Regions from separate parts of the Mus musculus genome. Here all the other regions are linked to region 3. Evidence: chromatin contacts called from public HiChIP or PLAC-seq and promoter capture Hi-C data. All regions are on one chromosome and are shown on one strand. The core of a region is the stretch at or near the end of the contact, and the rest is flanking DNA. Distances in the headings are between cores, read along the strand shown. Region 1 holds the start of Nus1 (NUS1 dehydrodolichyl diphosphate synthase subunit). Region 2 holds the start of Sim1 (single-minded family bHLH transcription factor 1). Region 3 holds the start of Lilrb4a (leukocyte immunoglobulin-like receptor, subfamily B, member 4A).

Region 1 (2,820 bases), core at 203-2,702, 930 kb after region 3:
CTATGCCTGGAACCTTCTAGCCTCCATACAATCTAATCTTCTGAGCTGACTGATTCAATCTGGCTTCTTACTGAATTGCTCTGACTGGCTTCATACTAACTTTGGCAATATGTTCTAATATGTTCTGACTCTCATTCTCTGACTCATTCTGTCTTCACTTGTATCTAGTTTGTTCCCTCTGTAACCTATCTCAGTAAAACTGTTTTTGTAAAACTGCCATACACATATACTACCCACCTCCCCACTCCACCTCTCTCTCTCTCTCTCTCTCTCTCTCTCTCTCTCTCTCTCTCCTCCCTCCCATAACTAGCATCTGTTTCCTGTCTGTTTTTCTGTGAGTTGGACGTATCCTATCTCTCACTCAATTTTTTTCCTGATTCATAACTTTGCCCTTCAATTAAACATCAATTTCAAACATGGATGCTTCCTTCAACAAACTAGCCTTATCTTCATTGTCAGGGATTACAGGTATGTGCTAAGGGAGTGTGTGTATTCCAGCCAGATCATACTGTAATCCAGTGTGGATCATGGCCAGATCATATCTTTGGCTACGGTTATTGAGAGGAGCCATGTTGCCCAATTAAAATTCCTCCACAGGCATTTCCTGCCAAAGGCAACAAAACTTGCAGATGGACATGAGACTCACGTTTTAAACTAAAGCAAAGCAATTCTTACAGAAATGAGACCAATTAAAACAGGTGACAATGGCCAAAACATTAAGGCCTGTAGACATTTCCTAATGGGAAAAGGGGCTATACAGTAAAAAATATGTCTGTATTACACAGATCCAACTGTATCTGGGCACTGATTCTCTTCTCAGAGTGGCCACATTGAATCAGTTTCGCTTTTCTGTATTTACCTTCTATTGTGTCATTGGTCTATGAAGGACAGGTGGCAGAGCTTGATTTGTTAGGGACCCTAACAGTGTCAGACCCTAACAGTCTGTTTCCAGGTCCTATGCTGTAGGACTTCATTCCCATTCTGGGACGTTCTATTCTCGTCGGAAGATTGGACAAAGAACTGTGATGAGACCTCTCCAAGAACACTTGAGCCTTTGGGGACAAGAACACTTCTGTTTGGGGACCGTGGTCGATTTCCAGCATCTACACTTGCTGATGCGGTGGTGGATTCTCTCTGTGTAACTTCCAGTTCATTTAGATTGCTTTTAACTCCTTGGGAATCGTTTCTGTCATGGCCGTGAGGGGGAGATAGGCAACAAATCTCAAGCTGCAGATCCTCCCCTCAGTCTGAGGAACAGCCCAATCATTCCATAGGAGAAAGGCTAGAGGCGTTGGCGCGTCGCCCTCCTCATCCCCAGGGGGCGCCAGCGGCCCGGAGCCAGCCTCATTCTCAAGCGCACGCTCTCTTTAGCAGTGCGGTGGCGGCTCCAGCCACGACTCCCGGTCGCGTCGGAGTTCCCCGGCAGCCAATCAGAACTCTCCATGTACTAACGGGGGCGGGGCTGCGGAGGGCGGAGGAAGATGGCGGCGGGGGCTAGGTGAGGTGTTGGCAGTGGCGAGGGGCTCGGGCGCGGGGGGTGGGGGGACGCGGAGCGATGGCCCGCGCCGGCCGCTGGGGCGGATAAGACCCTGTCGCGCCGCGGGTGTGGGCCGGAGGGAGGTGACGGTGCCCGAGCGCCACAGGAGTATGACGGGGCTGTACGAGCTGGTGTGGCGGGTGCTGCACGCGCTGCTCTGCCTGCACCTCACGCTCACCTCCTGGCTCCGCGTTCGCTTCGGCACCTGGAACTGGATCTGGCGGCGCTGCTGTCGCGCCGCCTCCGCCGCGGTCCTAGCGCCGCTCGGCTTCACGCTCCGCAAGCCCCGGGCCGTCGGCAGGAACCGGCGTCATCACCGGCACCCGCACGGGGGACCGGGACCGGGACCGGGACCGGCCGCCACCCATCCTCGGCTGCGCTGGCGCGCGGACGTCCGGTCCCTGCAGAAGCTGCCGGTGCACATGGGCCTGTTGGTCACGGAGGAAGTGCAGGAGCCCAGCTTCTCAGACATCGCCAGCCTCGTGGTGTGGTGTATGGCCGTGGGGATCTCCTACATTAGCGTCTACGACCACCAAGGTGAGGCCGGGTGGGAGGTGGGGTGACCGAGGCACTTCCGAGTCTGAGGACTACGTTTCTAGCTAGTTTGTTCCCGGTCGTCCTGCGAGGCCGCCGCCCTCTCCAGGCCCTGCGAGTTTCGGTAGCCCTTGGCCCTTACACTGTGCTGGTGCTTTCGAGGAAGGGAGATCAGTCTTATTGAACGTTGACGTTGACAAAGTCTTTAGATTTGGTTAGTGTTTGTAACATGTAAAAGATATTTAATGTAGTCCGTTAAGGGAGGTGGTTTTCTCTGGCTTTGTTTCACGAAAGAGGGAGCTGACGTTCAGAACATTAACTGATTTGCCCAAGGTCATAAAAGTAACGGGGAGTTAACCAGTCTGTGCGCTCTTCAAAGTGTCTCTTCAAGGGGGTTCAATGAACTCATCTTAAGGGCGACCAAGCAGTGGCGGCTTTATACGTGAGCTGCATTGTAGGATTTCCAAATGAGCTCTCTTGGAGTTAGGTGGCATTTGAATGGGGTTTCTGAAAAGTGTGTGAGAGTTTTGATAGGCCTGGAAAAAGGCCTGAAATCACGTGTTGCCATTTCACCTTAGAGGCCAGTACAGTACTAGATACACTTGTGTTCCTTCAAGTAATCAAGGCAGTGGATTTCACCACGGGTTTGTTAAGGACAGAACTCAACACTTACTGCATGACAAGCCTAAAGCGTTAGTTATAATGGCAAATATATTTCTTGGAATTTTGCCTTCGTCTCAGGCTGGAGG
Region 2 (2,700 bases), core at 41-2,540, 600 kb before region 3:
AAGGCCGCACGCTGTGCGCAGACACCCGAGTCTAGGGAGCGCGAGTGTCACTCGGCACGCCGAAGACCTCGGGGTTTGGAGCGGCGGCGGCAGCGGGGCAGCGGCGACCCCGCGCCCGGGGCTCATTAGGAGCGGAGCTGCCAGGCTCACTGTAGGACCCGAGCCGCGAGCCCAGTCGCGTGGGGGGGGGGGGGGAGGAGGAGCAGGGAGCATGCTCGTCACTCACCCCGATTGGCCAATGAGCGCCGCGTCTTGGTTGCCTATGACCAATAGGAAGAGAGAAAATTTGTGAGTGGCGTTTGAGAAGGGCGGGAGAAAGGGAACCTGGGAGCGAAGTTGAAGCTAAACCCGGTAAGCTATAAAGAAGTTACAGGGGGGCGCTTTGGGCTCCCAATTAGGAACAGTACCGGCTCCCAACACTACGGAGGACTCGGACTCGGAAAACACCTCTCCTGTCCCCAGCCTGTGTTCTCCTCCCGCTGCTACCTACCCCTCCCCCATTCATGCCCATGGGAAGGTGGCCCAGGCACACTCTGCGGGCTGCGGGTGACAGCCGGGAGGCTGCCGCTGAGGCTCCGCAAGCGCGCAGGCTTGAAAGCAGTTAGGGGGCGGGAGCCTTAGCAGCCTCCGCGGCTCTCGAGGACGTAAGGTAGGTGAGGAGCCAAGAGCTCCAGGTGATGCCTACGAGGGGCTGTCGCGCGTGCCACCTGTTAACTCTGCGCTGCGGTGCCCTGTGTGCAACTGCGGGAGTCCCCGGGGGTTTGATGCATAAGCAGCACTTCTCCAGGAACCCCTCAGACGTGAACCCCGCCGGGGAGAGGCAGCCGGAGTCCGGGGCAGTGGAGGAATTCTGCACGGCTGGATAGCCTGGCTTGGCGCGCACGGCCGGCCGAGCTCTCCGCAGACGCGCATTTAGCCGTCGGTGCTACATCCCGGCCGCGGCGAGCGGAAGCCCAGCCTGTCCCGGGACCGACCTGCCCAAGTTTTAAATACCCAGGGCTGTGACGAGCAGAGTATGAGCGCAGAGGCCCTTTGGGGCCCGGTTGGCTGAATTATAGTGGGTTTGAGTTTAGCCACAGATGTCTTATTCCTTGGTGTTCTTGTCTTCGTAGTGATCTGAAAGAAGTTACCCGCGATTCCTGTTTCCTACAAACCAGCTCAGAACCAGAGGAGTTGGAAAACAAACGTCGGGTATTATTATGTCGATTTCCCAAGGACCCGGGTTCTTACCGCGGATCAGATGAAAAGGTTGGCTCCTCGGGAGTCCTTCCAGCATTTTATACTTAGAGTCCCAAAGGATTGCCCGGATTTGCCGTGAACCAGCAGCTTTCTTTTATACTTACACCTCACGTTTTCAAGAAAGTATTTTGTTTGCCGCATTGCCCTGTCCATCATTCGTGTCTTCCCGGAGCAAACTTCAGCCTCCTGTTTAAAGTTATGTTTTTACCGAGTGTGATCTCTAATTGAAAGTTAACTTTTGGTTTTGGATGAGTCTGTGGAGTTTACGTTGTAAGAAGAAAGGGAGCCCGAGACACGATGAAAGAAAAGTCTAAAAATGCTGCCCGAACGAGGAGGGAGAAAGAAAACAGTGAATTTTATGAACTGGCTAAATTACTGCCTTTACCCTCAGCCATCACCTCCCAACTGGACAAAGCATCCATCATCAGACTCACGACCAGCTATCTCAAAATGAGAGTGGTCTTTCCAGAAGGTAAGCGTCTGTGCCTAGATTGAATTTCGAAGGAGTAAACCTACCCCAGCAGCACAGAAATGTACTTGTGTTTACCGGCGTGGGTTACATTCTCTGAAAAGGGAAATTTAACCAAGCTATTTGATCAGTCAGCGCCAAAGGGCTTTCCCTGCCTTTCTTAGTCTTTCTCTTCTTCCCCGTATTTCTCTCTCCAACACATTCGATATATTTGGTTGGGAAATAACCCAATAGTGCTTTTATCAACATTTGGCTCAGTTGAAAGCACGGCTAATCCAAACATGACTTTCCTTTTTGTTCCTCTAGTCAGACATGTATCCAATAGAAATCAGGAGTACTGCCCAATTGCTTATTTTTGCTAGGTATAGATTAGATGTATAAACATAGTGCTAGGTAAGCTAGATAATAATTTATCAAAAGGGCCACAATTCCGCGAGGGCAGGCGTGTGTGTGCGAACAGTATGCCTGGACTCCGCCAGTCTCTTGGCTGTTTATAGTAAATTGGTTCTCATTTTTTAAGATGTCCAGAGATTCTTAAATCGGAGCTTTGTGAGTTGCATTTCTGGCCTTGGCGTTATCTGTAAAATCATAAATTTGTCTCAAAATAGTCAAGATTTGAGGAAAGTAGAGCAGACAGAAATGTATCCTCAGTGGTGGCTGACAAATCGAGACAAACTCTCATAGGGCCTAGAAGTTAGAATACCAGCAGCAGATAGGATTGTAAGTTGGAATTTCAGTTACTAATACTCATTGTGAGAGGAAGAGCGGACTTCCCAGAGCATAGTCTTGTGTGAACTCATATCTACTTAGTAGGAAACGTGAATACTCTCCAGGGAAGGAGCTCTTTGATCTCCCATTTGCTCACCCTTCCTCAACCAAATAACAAACAGAATAGAAAAATATTTTGTTAGGGGAGGAAGTTTTAAGAATGTAAAAGAATGATTACTAGACAAACAAAACTTCTAGAGAAAGAAGTTTGTTTATTTACAAAT
Region 3 (2,908 bases), core at 407-2,906:
CTGCCTCCCAAGTGCTGGGATTAAAGGCCTGCTCCATCACTGCCCGGCAATTGACATCTATGACTGAAGATGAAATTCATTTTATATTTCCTGCTGTCTCAGTTTGCAGTTTTCCCTCCCACATATGTTACAGTTTTGGAATTAGATGTTTTATTAATCCTTTTATAGATAAGAGGAAAGAGACAATGAGAATTCATTGTCTACACTTCACCACTGGAGCATACCCACACTAACTGATCATATGGTAGACATGCAGTCAGTAGATTCAACAAAATATCTCTCCAAGGATTTATTTATTCTAGTTCTTGTGTTGCTCTATGCTTTTATTAACTATTCTTATATTTTAAAATTATTTATACATTTCACTTGTTTTTAAAGTTACAGCATGAATAATATTTTCTGGGATACAGAGTGGGTATATTACAGATATACATTGTGTAAGAAGTAATTCAAGATGATATATCTCTCAACACATATACAAAACTTTAGGTTTGTGAATTGAACACTCAATTGCTATATAGGTGTTACTGTACATAACATGTGACATGTTAAACAATATATCTCTGAAGAGAGTTCTTCCTGAGGGCGAAACTTTATCATCTCGGTGCAATTCCTTCCTCAGCTCACAGCCCTCACATCTGTCATCTTTTTCCTGCTTCTAAGTGTTTGGCATCTTTAGGGTCCACACAAAAGATTTTCTCTGCAGAAGTCCTATTTTCCATCAACTCTTCAAATAATTATCCAGAAGTCATGTTTTAGGAATAAAGATATGTTATTATTGAGATTTTTTAATTTCATTTATTTCAGGCATTACCATCTTTATGTCAAAACAACAGACTCAGTTTTAATGTGTGTTTTAGGTTTTCATTGTCTTCTATCATAATTCTAATTATTTTACATATACTAATATTTTGTTTGTTAGGGTTCTTATTGACTTCATTAACTTCATATAATCATCATATCAAATTCATACATATATACATACATATATATATATATATATATATATATATATATATATATATATATACTCATGAACAGAAACCTCATCATGTGTCAATTACTAATTTGTGAGTATATAAAAACTTTCTTTGACAAAATATTTATCCTCTTAATTATATATCTTCTTGCCATTTTTATGTTTTTGGAAACATTCTCCTCCTCTGTGTGCAGAAGACTCCAACCAGCAGCATAAAAATGTAAAATAAGACTTAAAATATATAGTCACTTTTACTTTGTTTCCACATTATTCTGCACTACAATCCCAGATATCACATGAGTCATACTTTCTCTTTTTCTGATGAGGAATGGAACAGAAATTGGGTCTGAGAGTAAAACTTCTCTGTGAAGAATTAGGATGTCAGAGTTGCAGCGTGGTGTAGCACACATAACACACACACACACACACACACAGAGAGAGAGAGAGAGAGAGAGAGAGAGAGAGAGAGAGAGAGAGAAATAGTGAGAAAGACAGAGAATGTGATAGGGGACAGTGAAAAGTAAAATAAATGTTTAAAACATAAAGATCTTTAACCCCAGGATATGTGTCCTAAAGGATGTGGCTTTTCTCTGAAGGAACTTGAGAGAATGAGTGTTTACCCAATCATCTGCTCTTAGGAAATTACAGAAGTTTCCCTTCTCATAATAGCTATGATGTAGAAAACCCATGACAGGAAGGACCTGCCCTCAAGATGACAACTGCATATCTGATGTTACAGGACAGACATTTGTCAGACTGGCCCAAGAGAACAGCTACGAACATTGCCTGGACTCACCATGATCGCCATGCTCACAGTGCTGCTATACCTTGGTGAGGTATAATGAGGGGGAGTGGATGCTTGTGTTTGTAAGGGAACCTATTCGACAGCCAGGTTTAATTTCACATGGACATCCTAGGGGATCCATTCTGGCTCTCAATGTGAAAAAGCACTGAGAAAAGGGTTTTTTTTTTCCAGGTCTTATTCTGGAACCCAGGACTGCAGTACAGGCAGGTGAGTGTCTCCAGCCATCCCAGGATTTGATTCTTCACTCTGATGATACAACCTCTAATCTACTTTCTAGTGTGTCAATTCCTCAAAATGGTGATGGGGGGTTGACATTTATGGGCTAATAATGTCTTGTTCCATGGGTGTGTTCTGTGCTAAGATCTAGTGTCTGAAGGAAGATGTTCAGGGCCTTTGATTTCTTCACAGGACACCTCCCAAAGCCCATCATCTGGGCTGAGCCAGGCTCTGTGATCGCTGCGTATACATCTGTGATTACCTGGTGTCAGGGTTCCTGGGAGGCCCAGTATTATCATCTGTATAAAGAGAAAAGTGTAAATCCTTGGGACACTCAAGTCCCTCTGGAAACCAGGAATAAGGCCAAGTTCAACATTCCAAGCATGACAACCTCATATGCAGGCATATATAAGTGTTACTATGAGAGTGCTGCTGGCTTCTCAGAGCACAGTGATGCCATGGAGCTGGTGATGACAGGTGAGTGGACATCAGGGAACCATGCACAGGCTCTCTCCTCAGAAGGAGATCTATTTTCCAGGAGCTCTTCTCTCAGAGTCCAATCCTGGAGGACAATATGGGTAACTCATGTTCATTTCACACACTGTCCCTTGTATTCTAGGAGCATATGAAAATCCCAGCCTGTCAGTCTATCCCAGCTCTAATGTGACCTCTGGAGTTTCCATATCCTTTAGTTGCAGCTCATCCATAGTATTTGGCAGATTCATTCTGATCCAGGAAGGAAAGCATGGCCTCTCTTGGACCCTGGACTCACAGCATCAGGCCAATCAGCCATCCTATGCTACTTTTGTTCTGGATGCTGTTACTCCCAACCACAATGGAACATTCAGATGCTATGGCTACTTTAGAAATGAACCACAGGTGTGGTCAAAACCAAGTAACTCCCTAGA

Evidence for each region. HiChIP or PLAC-seq counts read pairs in DNA pulled down with a chosen protein or histone mark. Capture Hi-C pulls out chosen DNA fragments and counts their contacts.
Region 1: a contact with region 3 is called in an H3K27ac HiChIP or PLAC-seq map of bone marrow-derived dendritic cells, with 6 times the contacts expected there. The contact joins the promoter of Nus1 here to the promoter of Lilrb4a in region 3. A contact is called at or near these places in 3 of 115 datasets of contacts at active chromatin or transcription factors (bone marrow-derived dendritic cells, effector CD8 T cells and memory CD8 T cells).
Region 2: a promoter capture Hi-C map of adipose tissue shows a contact between it and region 3. The contact joins the promoter of Sim1 here to the promoter of Lilrb4a in region 3. A contact is called at or near these places in 2 of 115 datasets of contacts at active chromatin or transcription factors (bone marrow-derived dendritic cells and bone marrow-derived macrophages) and 1 of 9 other capture datasets (adipose tissue).

Annotation. Positions count from the first base shown.
Region 1 is chr10:52,416,095-52,418,914 of GRCm38.p6, forward strand. Nus1 (NUS1 dehydrodolichyl diphosphate synthase subunit) reads left to right here and starts at 1,453. Exons shown (of 5, transcript NM_030250.2): 1 at 1,453-2,074. The coding sequence starts at 1,648.
Region 2 is chr10:50,894,361-50,897,060 of GRCm38.p6, forward strand. Sim1 (single-minded family bHLH transcription factor 1) reads left to right here and starts at 1,291. Exons shown (of 11, transcript NM_011376.3): 1 at 1,291-1,711. The coding sequence starts at 1,537. A230054N11Rik (a long non-coding RNA gene) reads right to left here and starts at 174. Exons shown (of 2, transcript XR_871640.2): 1 at 1-174.
Region 3 is chr10:51,489,242-51,492,149 of GRCm38.p6, forward strand. Lilrb4a (leukocyte immunoglobulin-like receptor, subfamily B, member 4A) reads left to right here and starts at 1,657. Exons shown (of 9, transcript NM_013532.3): 1 at 1,657-1,810; 2 at 1,956-1,991; 3 at 2,193-2,477; 4 at 2,620-2,908. The coding sequence starts at 1,777.